Regions from separate parts of the Mus musculus genome. Here region 2 is linked to region 1. The links are chromatin contacts, called in public HiChIP or PLAC-seq maps. All regions are on one chromosome and are shown on one strand. Each heading gives the region's core, a stretch centred on a gene start, on an enhancer-like site or on the middle of the called end of the contact. The rest is flanking DNA. Distances are from core to core; before and after follow the strand shown.

Region 1 (6,756 bases), core at 964-3,463:
CATGATCCTACTCCGAGATGGCATCTCATAGAAAACCCGCCATCAACTCAGTGCAAGTTTTCCTCCGGTGTATAATCTTCTCGGTCTGAAAAAGTGTTGACTCCCAGGGCGGTGATTTTGAATGAGCCGACTCTCCGTTCCAGCGTGGGGAATTGCCAACACATGGCAAGCAAAGGCTGACCTCTCTCCCCTGCAACTCTGCAGTCATCCACTGCCAGAGTGCTCTCAGAGTTAGCCTCAAGTCCCCCTTCAGGACTGGCTGGATTCGTAGCTGGGTGGTGGAGTGTTATTCGGTCATAAAAAGAAATGAAGCCGTGACGGGTACAAGCTCTAACTGGAAAGTATCCCATCACAGGACACATGTGATTGCCTGGACTCACTTTTATGAACTATCTAAGCAGAGAATCCCTTAAAGGCAGAAAGTACTGTGGTGGTAACTGGGAAAGGGGGAGACCAGGAAGTAACTGCTCAATAGGTGAGGCTTTTCTTTTAGGGAGTGTGGTAATTTGAATATGCTTGGCCCATAGGGAATGGTACTGTTAGGAGGTGTGGCCTTGTTGGAGGAGGTGTGTCTGTCACTGTGGAGGTGGGCTCTGGAGGTCTCCTCCTATGCTCAGGCTCCACCCATTTCGGAAGAGGTCTTCCTCCTAGCTGCCTGAGGATGCCAGTCTTCTGGTTGCCTTCGGAACAAAATGTAGAATTCGCACCTCCTCCAGCGCCATGCCTGCCTGGACACTGCCATGCTTCCTGCCATGATGATAATGGACTGAACCTCTGAACCTGTAAGCCAGCCCCAATTAAATATTGTCCTTTGTAAGACTTGCCTTGGTCACGGTGTCTGTTCACAGCAATGGAAACCCTAAGACAGGGGTGATGAAAATATTTTGGAGGGGGCTGGTGAGATGTCTCAGTGGGTAAGAGCACCCGACTGCTCTTCTGAAGGTCCAGAGTTCAAATCCCAGCAACCACATGGTGGCTCACAACCATCCGTAACAAGATCTGACTCCCTCTTCTGGTGTGTCTGAAGACAGCTACAGTGTACTTACATATAATAATAAATAAATAAATCTTTAAAAAAAAAAGAAAAAAGAAAATATTTTGGAGTTTAGCTGTGCTGCCAGATACATAATAAATACACAAAGCCATTTGACTTCGCCCTTTGAGAAGATAAACTTAATGGCAACTTTTACCTCAATTGAATATGATGAGACTCCTGGTGTACTGCCTGTATTTTAAAAGTATTAGCAGGTTGTGGTAGCACGCATTTGTAATCCCTGCACTTGGGAGGAGAGGCAGAAGGACAAGGATTTCAAGGTCATTCTCAGCTATGTAGCGAGTCCAAAGCCAAACTGAGTAATATGAGCCTTTAGAAGGCAAAAGTTAAAACAACAACAACTAATGTTTAAGATAAACAAAAGAAATGAAAGAAATTCCACCACCACCACCACCACCACCACCACCATCACCAGAAAGATACACAGCAGCTCAGTGAACATCAATGTTAAAGATAATTACATAGGAGAAATTCACTTCACACTCACTATGGAATTCTGATTTTTTTATTTTTTAAAAAATCGGATGCTAACATGTTGACAAGGATGTGAAGACTGTGCTGGAGGGGGCAGAACGTGGTGCAGCTATGTTGGAAAACGTTCTATCGGTTCCTCAAAGAGTTAAATACAGAGGTACTGTATGAGCCAACCATTGCACTCCAAGGTATAGGTATGGGGGGGGCGGGCAATGTACAAACCCCATGCACAGATGCTTGAAGCAGCAGTGCTTCTAACAGCCCTAAAGAGAAGCAGTCCAAATGCATAAGCCCTGATTATAGTGTTATTTACATTCAATAGAACAGCATTCAGCAATGAAAAGGTATTGCTACATACGATGGCACAGTTCACTCTAGACACTGTGTTAAGAGAAAGGAGCCAGTCATTAAAAAAAAAATTGTACAATCCTGTTTACGAGAAATATTCTGAGTAGGCAAATTGAAAGTGACTGAGAGTGGCTTAGAGGTTACGGGGGGGGGGGTTCATATAGGTGGAGAAGGAAGTGGGTTGGTGAATCCAGTTTCTCATAGAGTAGATGACACTTCTAAAATTAACTTGTGACTGGCAACTTCCCGACTGTCAGTGTGCTGGCAGCACTTCCCTGCCCACGGGATGCTAAGTTCATGAATCACATAGGGTGAGGATCTCCAAAACACTTTCAAGTGTTTTGGGCGAGGCTGCAGTCTGAACGCCAGCAAATGAAGAAAAGACATCAGACCCTGCACTCTCCTGCCTGGGTGCCTCCCTGTTTCTCTCTGGATTGATTGCACTTCTCACTGTACCTGGCAAAAGCAACTGAAGAAAGGAAGGAAAGGTTTACTAGGGCTGATAATCTGAAGTTAAGGGTACAGTCCACGACGGCAGGAGAGGTCTGGCAACAGGGAAGGTCTTCCTGCTATACTGCATGCACAGTCGGGAAGCAGAAAGAAACAAAAGGGCACCTTCCTCCCTTTCTCCTTTCTATTCAGTCCAAGAGTAGAGCCCCAGGGCTGGTGAGATGGCTCACTGTGGTAAGAGCACCGACTGCTCTTCCGAAGGTCCTGAGTTCAAATCCCAGCAACCACATGGTGGCTCACAACCATCCATGAGATCTGATGCCTTCTTCTGGTGCATCTGAAGACAACTACAGTGGACTTATGTATAATAATAAATAAATCTAAAAAAAAGGAGTAGAGCCCAGGGGACAGTGCCGCCCACATTTAGGGTGAGTCTTCCCTCCCCATTTAAACCTCGGAAACACCCTCGTGGACACTCCTTGAGGTAAACTTTCCTGGGTGGCTCTTGAGTCCAGTCCAGTTGACAACGGAAGAGCAGTTTTCATATGCTGGAAACAAAAACCACACAGGTCTAATTGAGAGTGTGTGTCTGTGCAGTGCTTTGCTAGTCCATTATAAAGTTAGTTTCTTTTTCAGTATCTAACTTGCTTTTGTTGCAATTGGCCTTCTGTCTTACTTCATTTTCTTTAGCACTCTGACTGCAGCTCACCATAGGTGTGTCTGGAAAATGCAGTCCTTCGATGACGGGAGATCTTGGTGAGCAGCTATCCATCTCTGCTACAAAAGTCTACTTTATAGAGACTTATTTTGAGGTTTAAATAGATAAAAAGCTAAGGCCTTCAGTGTGGTGCCGGTTGTGGTGTTCACAGAACTCACAATACTGGGGGGGGTGGAGGGGGAGGTCTTTTGTTAAGCTGCCATGATGTTTGGCCTAGTGCAGGGGAGGTCTTAGAGACAAGGCTGGCAACTTAACAGTGACAGCTCTGTCCTGAGAGTATTTTAATTGCCTTCTTGAGGCTTTCTGTAATCTCGTTGGCATTCTCCCAACTACAGATTCCACACCAGCACTCGGCATACAAGGAAGGGTTTCATCATCGGCCCCCATCAGTCTCCAGAGAGAGCAGCATCCCACTCTAGACTGTTCTGCGTTTCCAGTCTGGTCCTGCATGGCACAGTGGGAAAGTTCCCCGAGGCTCCTGAGGCTCTCCTGTGCCCCTTTAATGTGGAGTTGAGTTAATGTATCCATAGCGAGTTAATTATGAAGCTGCTTCTAATTTCCTTACTAGGAAATCATATGATCAATAGAGGGCTCATAGGAAGTTTTAATTACCTGGCTCTCCACCAATCTTATTGCTTTTTAATTACAGAGATTATAAAATGTTTACACCCAACACACAGGATATGAGTTATTTGGATACTGATAAAGCCATGCTCAGCCTCGCCTGCACAGTGTGCATGCAATGATGTCAGCTTGCCATTGCAACTACTACCTCCATTTTCATATTTATAATAGGTTTGGCTCATATTTAAATTCCAAAGGCCTTAGCACCTCACTTTTTTGGTGGGATCTCTTTTCCACCCTGAAGCTGTCATTGACATTCTTACATTACCTGGAAATGAATGAAGTCCCTCACAGTCGTGCCAGCTGCTTCCTCGTCCCCTCTGTCCCCTCGTTTTATAGAGCATGACCACGCGGAGTTCAGTCAGAACACGATGAGACTGTTTTTCGTTTTATCGTAAAACGAGGATCTCTGGCATTACCTAACACTGCCTGTTGTGATAAAGATCTGATCTCCTGGTGAGAATAAGAAAAGCTCTTCCTTAAAGAGGTGTGCTGAGAAGAACCATCCACCTCCACCTCCTCCACCACCTCCTCCTCCACCTCCTCCATCACCTCCATCTCCACCTCCACCACCTCCTCCACCTCCACCTCCACCTCCTCCACCTCCTCCTCCATCTGCTCCACCTCCACCACCTCCTCCACCTCCACCTCCTCCACCTCCTCCTCCACCTGCTCCACCTCCACCACCTCCTCCACCTCCACCTCCTCCACCTCCTCCTCCACCTGCTCCACCTCCACCACCTCCTCCATCACCTCCTCCACCTCCACCTCCACCTCCTCCACCTCCACCTCCTCCACCTCCTCCACCTCCACCTCCTCTACCTCCACCTCCACTCCCACCCCCTCCACCTCTACCTCCACTTCCACCACCTCCTCCACCTCCACCTCCACCACCTCCTCCACCTCCACCTCCACCTCCACCTCCTCCACCTCCACCTCCTCTACCTCCACCTCCACTCCCACCCCCTCCACCTCCACCACCTCCTCCACCTCCACCTCCTCCATCCCCACCTCCTCCACCTCCACCTCCACCTCCACCACCTGCTCCACCTCCACCACCTCCTCCACCTCCACCACCTCCTCCACTACCACCATGGCAGTTCAGGCTCATTTGGTTTATGAAAATATCCACACTACCAGAGAAAGGGATCAGTTCCTGGTCTGCAATGACTAACATCTGTCTCCCTGGTATCCCACAACCATCCCAGGTCAGGTGCAGCAATAGTTGGCACTGTGAAGCTGGAACCTGGATGAGAAATCAGCCTCCTACTGCATGTCTCATGGAGGTACCACGTGGTTTTTCTTCCTAGCCATCGAACCAAGGGACTTGGGGTGCTACCAGTACAAAGCACTCATCCAGCATGCATTAAGACCTGGGTTATGTCTCCACCACTGCTGAGGACAGACATGGGAAAGGCAGAAGAAGAGAGAAAGGAAAAAGAATAGAAAAGGGAAGGGAAGGGAAGGGAAGGGAAGGGAAGGGAAGGGAAGGGAAGGGAAGGGAAGGGAAGGGAAGGGAAGGGAAGGGAAGAAATGGACAAACCCACACTCTAGCCTTCTCAAGCCAGGCAGCCTGTGGCTCTAGATGTGTCCTCTAAGAGGTAAAGTCCAGTGAGAGGGTTTGTACTCACAGTGACACACCCTTAAGATAGGTGCTGAAACCCCAACATCTCCCTTTAGCCCTCTTTCCATTTGGCCACCTTGCATCCCCGCTGTCTCCCCACAGGCCTGAAAGCAATGGAGTCACCAGACTGTGGGCTCCACCCTTGAAAACAGTGAGCTCCAACAGACCTTTTCTCTGTGTAGGTGGATTGTTTCCAACATTTGTTACAGTAACAGAAGAAAACTGACTAACTCAGGCAGTGTCTACTCAAAGAGGCAGAAACTGTTTGGACAAAGAGAGTAATCCACTGCAGCTCTTTCTTACAAGCACTCCTAGTCCCTTATGTTCCACTTCAGAACTGATGGGCAGCTCTTTCCCCGTGAGCTTTGATTGCTTCCCTTTATTTGGCTTGAGGATGTCTGAGTTGCTGTTTGCTTTCCTTGCTTGCCCAATACATTGAGAATGTTTTCTCGTGGCAATAGATGACCCTCTTCCATATGATCTTCAATGGTGTAATGATCCCTTGGCTTAGTAACATATAATTTACTCATGGTGATTCTCAAATAAGCAGACCGCCTAACTTTTTGTCACTATGCAGACTGCTCGAATTAAGATTCACGTCGCCCACCTCCACCACCAAATGAAATCAGTCCTCCTCCACACGATATGGAAGAAGAGGAGGATGGGGGGGGGGAGGGAGAGGCAGTAGGACACAAGTGATCCAGCTCAGAGGCACCAAATGGATGAAACCAATGACCAAGTAGATGCTCTGACACTCAGTGATGATTTGGAAAGCACTATAGAAGAGCATTTCAATATCCTGTTTGATTTGATTTTGTTTGAAAAAAAGAGGAGAGAGAGAGAGCATTAGTAATTCATCTGATAAAGAAGTCATCGCTGAGGCAGAAAGACCAGTTGTAAAAACTATGGGTCCTCTTGTTTTGACTGACATTCTCTTTAATGAGAAGATAAGAGAGCAAATCAAGAAACAAAGATACCATTTCCTAAGACGTTGTCATAACAACCAAAAGGTCAGCGGTACCTGCTTTGTAGTCTGGAATGTGTGGTAGTATAGCATCAAGCTCAGCTCATCGCCAAGATTTCATGCATCTTAAAGGAGACATGAGAGGAAGGAAGACCTTCTAGGAATGGTCATCATCAGCGGATCAAGACCCCAGGGAGACACCAAGTGTGGTAGTTACTTCCCAGTGATGAGGGACAACACCTAACAGAAGCAACCTAAGGAAGGAAGGAAGGAAGGAAGGAAGGAAGGAAGGAAGGAAGGAAGGAAGGAAGGAAGGAGAGAAGGGAGAAAAGAAGGAGAGAAGGAAGGAAGCAAAGAGGGAAGGAAGTATGGAAGGTAGGAAGGAAGGAAGGAAGGAAGGAAGGAAGGAAGGAAGGAAGGAAGGAAATAAGAAAGGAAGAAATGTGTCTCAAAGGAGGTTCCCAAGGAGATTCCTTTCAACACAGAACCACTTATTTAAT
Region 2 (6,912 bases), core at 2,568-5,067, 160 kb before region 1:
CTCTCAGGTGCTGAGACGCACACATACCACCATGCTCAGTTTTGAAAACTCCAGAGCAGTGGTTCTCAACTTTCCCAAGGCTTTGACCTTTTAATACAGTTCCTTATGTTGTGGTGATCCCCCCAACCATAAAATAATATTTTTGCTATTTCATAACTGTAATTTTAGTTATGAATCATACTGTAAATAGTTTGGGAGGTAGAGGTTTACTAAAGGGTTCACGACCCACAGGTTGAGAACCACTGCTCTAAAATGAAGCTCATGTGTGGTGCTGTAACCAAGGCCTTGTGCATGTTAGGCAAGTTCCCTACCACTAAGCTCTGTCTTCAGTCCCAATTTTTCCCCATGTCTCACTCCAAGATCCCTTTGTTATCTCATTATTTCAAAGGGTATAAAAGTTTCCTGAGAGTCGCTGTCTTGTAACTTACTTCTCTATATGTCTGCAATGCACCTCAGGTGGTCTGACTAGGCCTTGGTGACTTATTTCCCATTTATCTTGGTCCAATTACACTGCTGGAAAATGTATGCGTATCAATGACTCTTCATGTGGATGAACACTGTTCAAGACTCTACTCCTCCATATGGAGGCTGCAGGACACACCCTGGGCTCATACTCTATAGGAAGCCAGGACCACCCCTGATCCTTCCCATTAACTTGCAGTTAAATAATTACAATATTTAAGTACAAGTATGTTTACTTGCCATCTTCTTTCCTGGTTATCTGGAAAAATACTTTCTTGGTTTGGCCCTTAGCTTTTGGGCCAAATGCCAGTCACCAATTTGGAGAGTATGTATTTGGACTTCTTAGTCATCTTGCCATTTTCTCTCTCCCCAAAGCTTACGAGACTCCAGAAACTATCACTTCCTGGTGTGGTGGTTGGAATATCCTTGGCCCAGGGATTGGCATCATGAGCAGGTGTGGCCTTGCTGGAGAACGTGTGTCACTGTGGGTGTGGGCCTCTTAGCAGCCCAGAAGGCAAATCTCCTGCTTGCCTTTGGAACAAGATGTAGAACTCTTAGCTCCTCCTGTGCCATACCTACCTGGACGTTGCATGCTCCTGCCTTAATGATAATGGACCAAACCTCTGAACCTGTAAACCAAGCCCAGTTAATTGTTGTCCTTTATATAGAGAGTTGCCATGGTCATGGTGTCTCTACATGGCAATGTAAACCATAAGACACTGGCCTTTCTCATTTTTACATCCATATCTTCCCAGATTAACTTACATGTTGACAGTGCTTTGCCAGACTAGTAACTATGACTTCCTTCCCCATACACGTTCTAGTCTTCCAGGATGGGTCAAAGGCCCTCTCCTCAGCTCACATTCTAATATGGGACACAGAGCAGAAAGCAGGCCGGTACACACAGCTTCCTGCACAGTACCCTTATGGGTAGTAAAATGGTTGCCTAGCTCTTGGCTTATGATCACTTAGCATTAGCATTCAATGTTTAGAAAAGCACAATAGAGTCGATGGTAACAAATCATTCTGTCACCACAACTCGATGAGTGCCTAAACTGTCCTTGCCAAGACTTTTAAGATGCTCTACACGGAAACATTCTTATAAAATTCTTATCCTTGGTTGGGAAATAAAATACCTATTATTGATACAATTAGGCAGATTTTAATTTTGTGTATCAAGTAACATTACCATTGCTGAAATTCTTGAGTGTGACCACTGCATAGTGTCACCATGAATAGATTCTATCTCATTCTAAAAGGTCAGTATGCTGTGTCATAATGTAATTCAGTGTCAAACGATTCAGAAAATGAAGTAGTATCTGTCTGTCTTCCTCCCCTGCCCCCACCCAGGAAATGCCCTAAGGTGTGTCTATGTTACAGGAATATACATATTCATTGGATTACTCTTGCATTTCCCCCCTGAACCTGTAAGATTTTTTTTTAATAGAACAGGCTGAAAGGCAAAGGATAAAACATTTAAATTTTTTAAAAAAGTACTTTAAAAATGGTTTTGGCAGAGAAACCCAGAGTACAAAGACCCCACAAATCAGTTCTGAAACCAAACACAAATATCTGTTTATTTATGGGCTATCATTTTACATCAATTTCATTGAAACTTAAACCAGTTTGCTGTGCTCGTTAAGTGGCATAACAGTATTTAGTTAAGCTGGGAGTCACAGGACTTGCACACTTTTATGAATGTAATGCAAATACTGACGACACAAGGCATTCACAGTTAATAGGCTGGCTGCTGTTCATGTCACAGCAACGCCCAATAGAAATTATTTTATGAAAAAAAGCAACCCACATTTTGGTCTCATTTACAGATATCCAACATTTCAGTTGGTGAATGAATTCTATACAATTTTATACAACTATGAAAGGATAAAGGATAAGGCTTACAGAGGTATTTTAGCAGTTGTAAAAATAAAAACCAAGGGCACAAACTAAACTCTTAAAGCTTTCTGTATAAACTTCAAAAGTATGGTTAGGATGGAGACAGAGGCAGCAGAAATCTGTTAAACCAGAATCTAGAGGTTTGTCTAATCAGTTAGAAAGACTGAACACAAGAGTTCATGCTTCAAAAGGGGCACGCCAAAGGCTACCATGGCTATCCAGCACATCTTGCTAGATAACTTCTACCCAGTGCAGTGTAAACGGCTGCAAGCTGCATTCCCCAACAAGAGGATGTTGCCGCACCCTGAAACACAAGTGAAGGGAGGAAGGGTGGCTGGGGCTCAGGTACTGGAGAACCGAAGGCGCCCGGGCTTCTTCCAATGGTAGCCATAAGTGCTCTTGATGATCGTTCAACTTGCGTAACTTGGCGATTCTTCAAGAAAAGGGGTCCCCTTAATAATAGCTCTGTAAAATCGAGAAATCCAAAGGCAAGCCACAGTCACGGTGGTTTGTTTCTTGAGGCAGTTCAGAGATTATCTGGAGTTGTAAATATTGGTCATCCCCTCTGGAATGCCGACTTCCATCCTAGTCATCACGGTGGTTTTTACTTGAGTCTCTATTATCAAAATGTTCACGGAAGATAAAATGGAATTTCTCATGTTGGTAACCACCTTTACTCGCAGGTTCACTGTGCTTAGTGTTTCAAACACTCTCTAGATTCTCACACAGCATTTAAAACAATCCCATCTATGATCCTTCTTTGCATCGAGACAATCGACAGCTGACCTACCTCAACAACAGTCACCCTGAGAGAATGATTCTTTAACCGTGGGACCACCTGAAAAGGGATCCTCCTCTGCAGAGCTGTGCCTGTCTTAGCAGTCCCCAGCGCCACACACCTGTATGCACTGGAATGCCTTTCATAGAGCAGTCTCAAAAGCTGTGGTTTTTTCCAAGAAGTTTACATTGTGTTCATATACTAATTCATAAGTGAGACTACAGACAAAGGATGGTTATGCTAAAGCAATATCGGGTTGTTGGTCTTTTTAAACTTCTGATTTATTTCACAGCAAACCAAACCTCATTATTTGGTAGAAAAAGGCAAGTATTTGCATTCCACCACATCATGATTTTGCATATGCACGCACACGATATATACATATAACATTTCTGTCTTTGGTGGTTCAATCAGGGAAAGAAATATATGAAAATAGCAACACTTTGAAAAGGAACTGTGAAACAGCGGTCAGGGTAGCACTGTCTCTGTGCTCTGCTCATTTAATGCCATTTAAAGGTTCACACTGAATGGAGAAGACTCTTTTCTTTTTTGGCCAATAACCCCACCATCTTGTAGCCATCACCTGCCTGGGCAGGCACGGATCCCTCTATACCATTTACCCAGCAAACCAGCCATTAGCTCTTTCCTGGGTTAAATCTTAGATGTGTTTTCACAGACTTCAGGGACCGAGTGAGTCATAGCACCACATGGTTGGGGAAACCTGTTAACTGTGTACTTCTGCACGAGGGGCAAGGCAAGCAAGCAAGCAGATGCAAACCTTAAACGTAAGACATAAGGTACAAACTCACAACTACTGCTGTGTTGGCTCTGGTTTCTCATCCACATAATGGCTACTACCACCCTTCTGTACCTGTGACTCAGGGAATGGCAAGCGGCCCCTCCGAGAAAGGTCCCAGTGTGAACAGGGTTAGCTCGATGCTGGTGGTTTCAGTCCACTGCCTGCAATGGACGCGTGGCCAGGAGAAGCCCAGCACGGGTGAAACAAAGACAGGAAACAAACAGCTCTCACTTGTGGTTTAAAAACAAAAACAAACAAACAACTCCAAAGCCCTAGGGTATTACAGACACCATGAAAGAGTAACTAAAATCTCAAGCATAGTTCAAAGTGCTTTGCAGTCATGCCGCCAGCAAACCAGGAGGCTCATGAGGGTGGGTGGCAAAGGACGGTTTGCACAGTGGCACAGAGAGCTTCAGCAGACCAAGCACTGCTAGAGGAACACAAAGCAGGGAAACAGAGGAAGGTTTATGGAAACGTAAGCTTCGATTTAAAATAAGGAGCAATTTAAGGAGGAGAGGAGGAAGAGGAAGGGAAAAAACACCATAAACCTGTACGTTTTGTGTTAGAAATGCTTTGTAGCGTGTCAGCTGTTTGTGCACTCAAATAAATAACTTTTGTCACTTTAAAATACCAAAGTTGTCAAGGAAACCAAGTCATATTTGGCTTATGCCACAGTAAGTCATGGCTCCTACTTCTTCCAGAAGTTGGCCTCTTAAGCAATGAGGTTAATTCTGGCAATACTTGCTTACGGGGACAGTTATGTTTTCTGAAATTTGAGACCAAATAAAGTATAACTGGTTCATTTGAAAAAAAAAGGGGGGGACCAAAAATATGCCACAAAATTATTTTTACAATACATTTTTGCAGAAATAATCTCTAGGTGAAGCTTTTCATTTTATACACATATACAAAATTTAAACAGCAATATACACATAATCACAGTGAGGACGTTGGCAAATTCACCAATCTGTAGTGTGAAAACGAACTGCAGAGCAGCCTCCAAGAGAACAATGCTACATCAAGCAGGGCGGCCCATTCAATAGCAAACACCGAGACACGCCTGCCTGCAAGAGGCTGGCGGTGCAAGAAAAGCAGCATGCGCTTCCATACAGACAGCAGTTTATGGCTAATGGGTGACATAACCGTGGGAACAGTGACTCTCGCTGCCAGGCATAAGGTCCTAGGACATCTGCTTGTCTTTATACCATTCCACAAATTCGTCCAACAAAACTGGCCCTGGAGAGACAAAGAACAAACAACATGAGGCCTGGAGAGGCTTCAGAGGCTCAGCATGTGGCCAACACCCATGGGGACCGAGGGTCAACTGGAAGGAAGAGAAGGAAAAAGAGGAAAGGAGAGGGAGAAGAAGAGGAAGGTGGAGGGAGAGGTGAGGGGCAGAAGAAAAGCCATGGGCTCAGAGGCTGTTCCGGGAGAGAAGTGTACAGTGAATGAGTGGGGGAGGAAGGAGAGATCACTCAGCACCCAGTACTCACTCAGCACCCAGTACTCACATGCTCCGTCTTCATCGTAGTTGCTGAGGTCGAGACTAATCGTTCTGCTGAACTCCAGAACATTGCACCACTGGTCTTTGTTTATCACTTTGTATTTTGATTGCTGGTGGGGGGAGGGAAGTGATACGGTTAATGACACAAACAAGGGGGACGGTTTCAGTTTCTGTATGAGTCAACTTAAGAAAGCGCATGCAGGGTTAGCTCAACTGAAGCACCAATCTAGGAAGATCGACGGGCAAGCAATTTAAAATGGCAATGTTTTCAATTCATTATCACTGTAAGGTCGCCTCTAAGCCAGTGGCAGCACCCGCTGGGCAGCAGTGCTGCAAGGGTTAAACCACAGGACTACCCGGTTTACAGACAGTGCTTCATCCAGTACTGGGCACACAGTAAATGCTAACCAGGCAGCCACTTGCTGGGGACTATGGAAATGCTGCCAGTGGCCCAGAGCTGAGAACTCTTGCTATGACTCTCAGGAAAAACTGGAAAAAACATGAAGTGGTTGTCTATCACCCTTAGACAAGAAATCTGCTACAGGTAGATGAATACAATAGCCTAGAAATTTAAAAGCAAAATCCAGAGCTGACATTTTAAAAGTCCTTATGGCAATTAAATAAATAAATAAATAAATAAATAAATAAATATCAAAACCAGTTTAAATATATGCAAAGAGTCAAGCCAATGGTTTTGAGGATGCAGGCACAAGACAGGCTGGAATGGAAGGGTTGCTACCCTCCTTCTCAAAGAAAAACTACAAACTGACATGAGAGCAAAGCACAGACTTCAACTTCTGAAGCATAAAAGCTTTAGAAGTTTCAAAACAGCCAGTTAAGTCCCTGGGAATAGGGACTGTCAAATTTACTCACAGCCCCATCTTTTAGTCAAAGGACCCTTCACCTGGCGGTTCAAATCCTACTACACTCCCTGTGTACAAGAACCTGTTTCCAATCCTGTCCAATAGTGACGGCTTATGTCATGGGACTGTTAGAAGCTAGAACGGATCATAGGTAGAGCAGACCATCCTGCCAACAAGTACTTGTATTAATAAGCAGCTTGTATTAGCTTTTTACAGAGTTCCAGTTAACCTTACAAGTAGTTTCTAGTAACAAGAATAACATCAGTTGTCTTTTGGACCACTACATAAAGCAAGTAGTAAGAAAGTTTATTTCAAGTGGGAATTGAGTTGGACAAGGCACAGGATTCTCGCAAAATCCTACACCAATCCTTGAAAAGCAAGGCCATGTTTCAGTAGGAGGTGGGCAAAGCAGATGCCACACTCAGGCAGTCAAAGCAACTTAGTCTCTGCTTCATTCAGGCTCTGCAAAAGGATGTTTCAACAAAACCACTGCTAATAATTGGTGGCTCCAAATTTTGACCACCATGAAAGCAAACAGCAACAATGTAGTGAAAGCTAGTTGTTTCTGACTCTAGGCTAAGCACATTTAAACTGAAGAGAACACTGCCAG

What was found. HiChIP or PLAC-seq counts read pairs in DNA pulled down with a chosen protein or histone mark.
Region 2: a contact with region 1 is called in a FOXA1 HiChIP or PLAC-seq map of pancreatic cancer cells. The contact joins two enhancer-like sites. A contact is called at or near these places in 6 of 39 promoter capture datasets (the 3T3-L1 cell line, 3T3-L1-derived adipocytes, the HPC-7 cell line and 3 more), 1 of 484 Hi-C or Micro-C datasets (morula) and 2 of 115 datasets of contacts at active chromatin or transcription factors (cardiomyocytes and pancreatic cancer cells).

Annotation. Positions count from the first base shown.
Region 1 is chr5:73,396,953-73,403,708 of GRCm38.p6, reverse strand. It overlaps the pseudogene Gm35960. Among named protein-coding and RNA genes, the nearest start is that of Cwh43, 5.7 kb to the left of the region's middle. Within about 2 kb of position 2,213, at least 73 of the 459 cell types and tissues checked have an H3K27ac peak or open chromatin away from gene starts, as enhancers often do. A contact at or near this core is called in pancreatic cancer cells, where this site is marked.
Region 2 is chr5:73,555,891-73,562,802 of GRCm38.p6, reverse strand. It overlaps Dcun1d4 (DCN1, defective in cullin neddylation 1, domain containing 4 (S. cerevisiae)), which reads right to left. Exons shown (of 11, transcript NM_178896.5): 10 at 5,447-5,549; 11 at 2,009-5,171. The coding sequence ends at 5,116. Among named protein-coding and RNA genes, the nearest start is that of Dcun1d4, 68 kb to the right of the region's middle. Within about 2 kb of position 3,817, at least 26 of the 459 cell types and tissues checked have an H3K27ac peak or open chromatin away from gene starts, as enhancers often do. A contact at or near this core is called in pancreatic cancer cells, where this site is marked.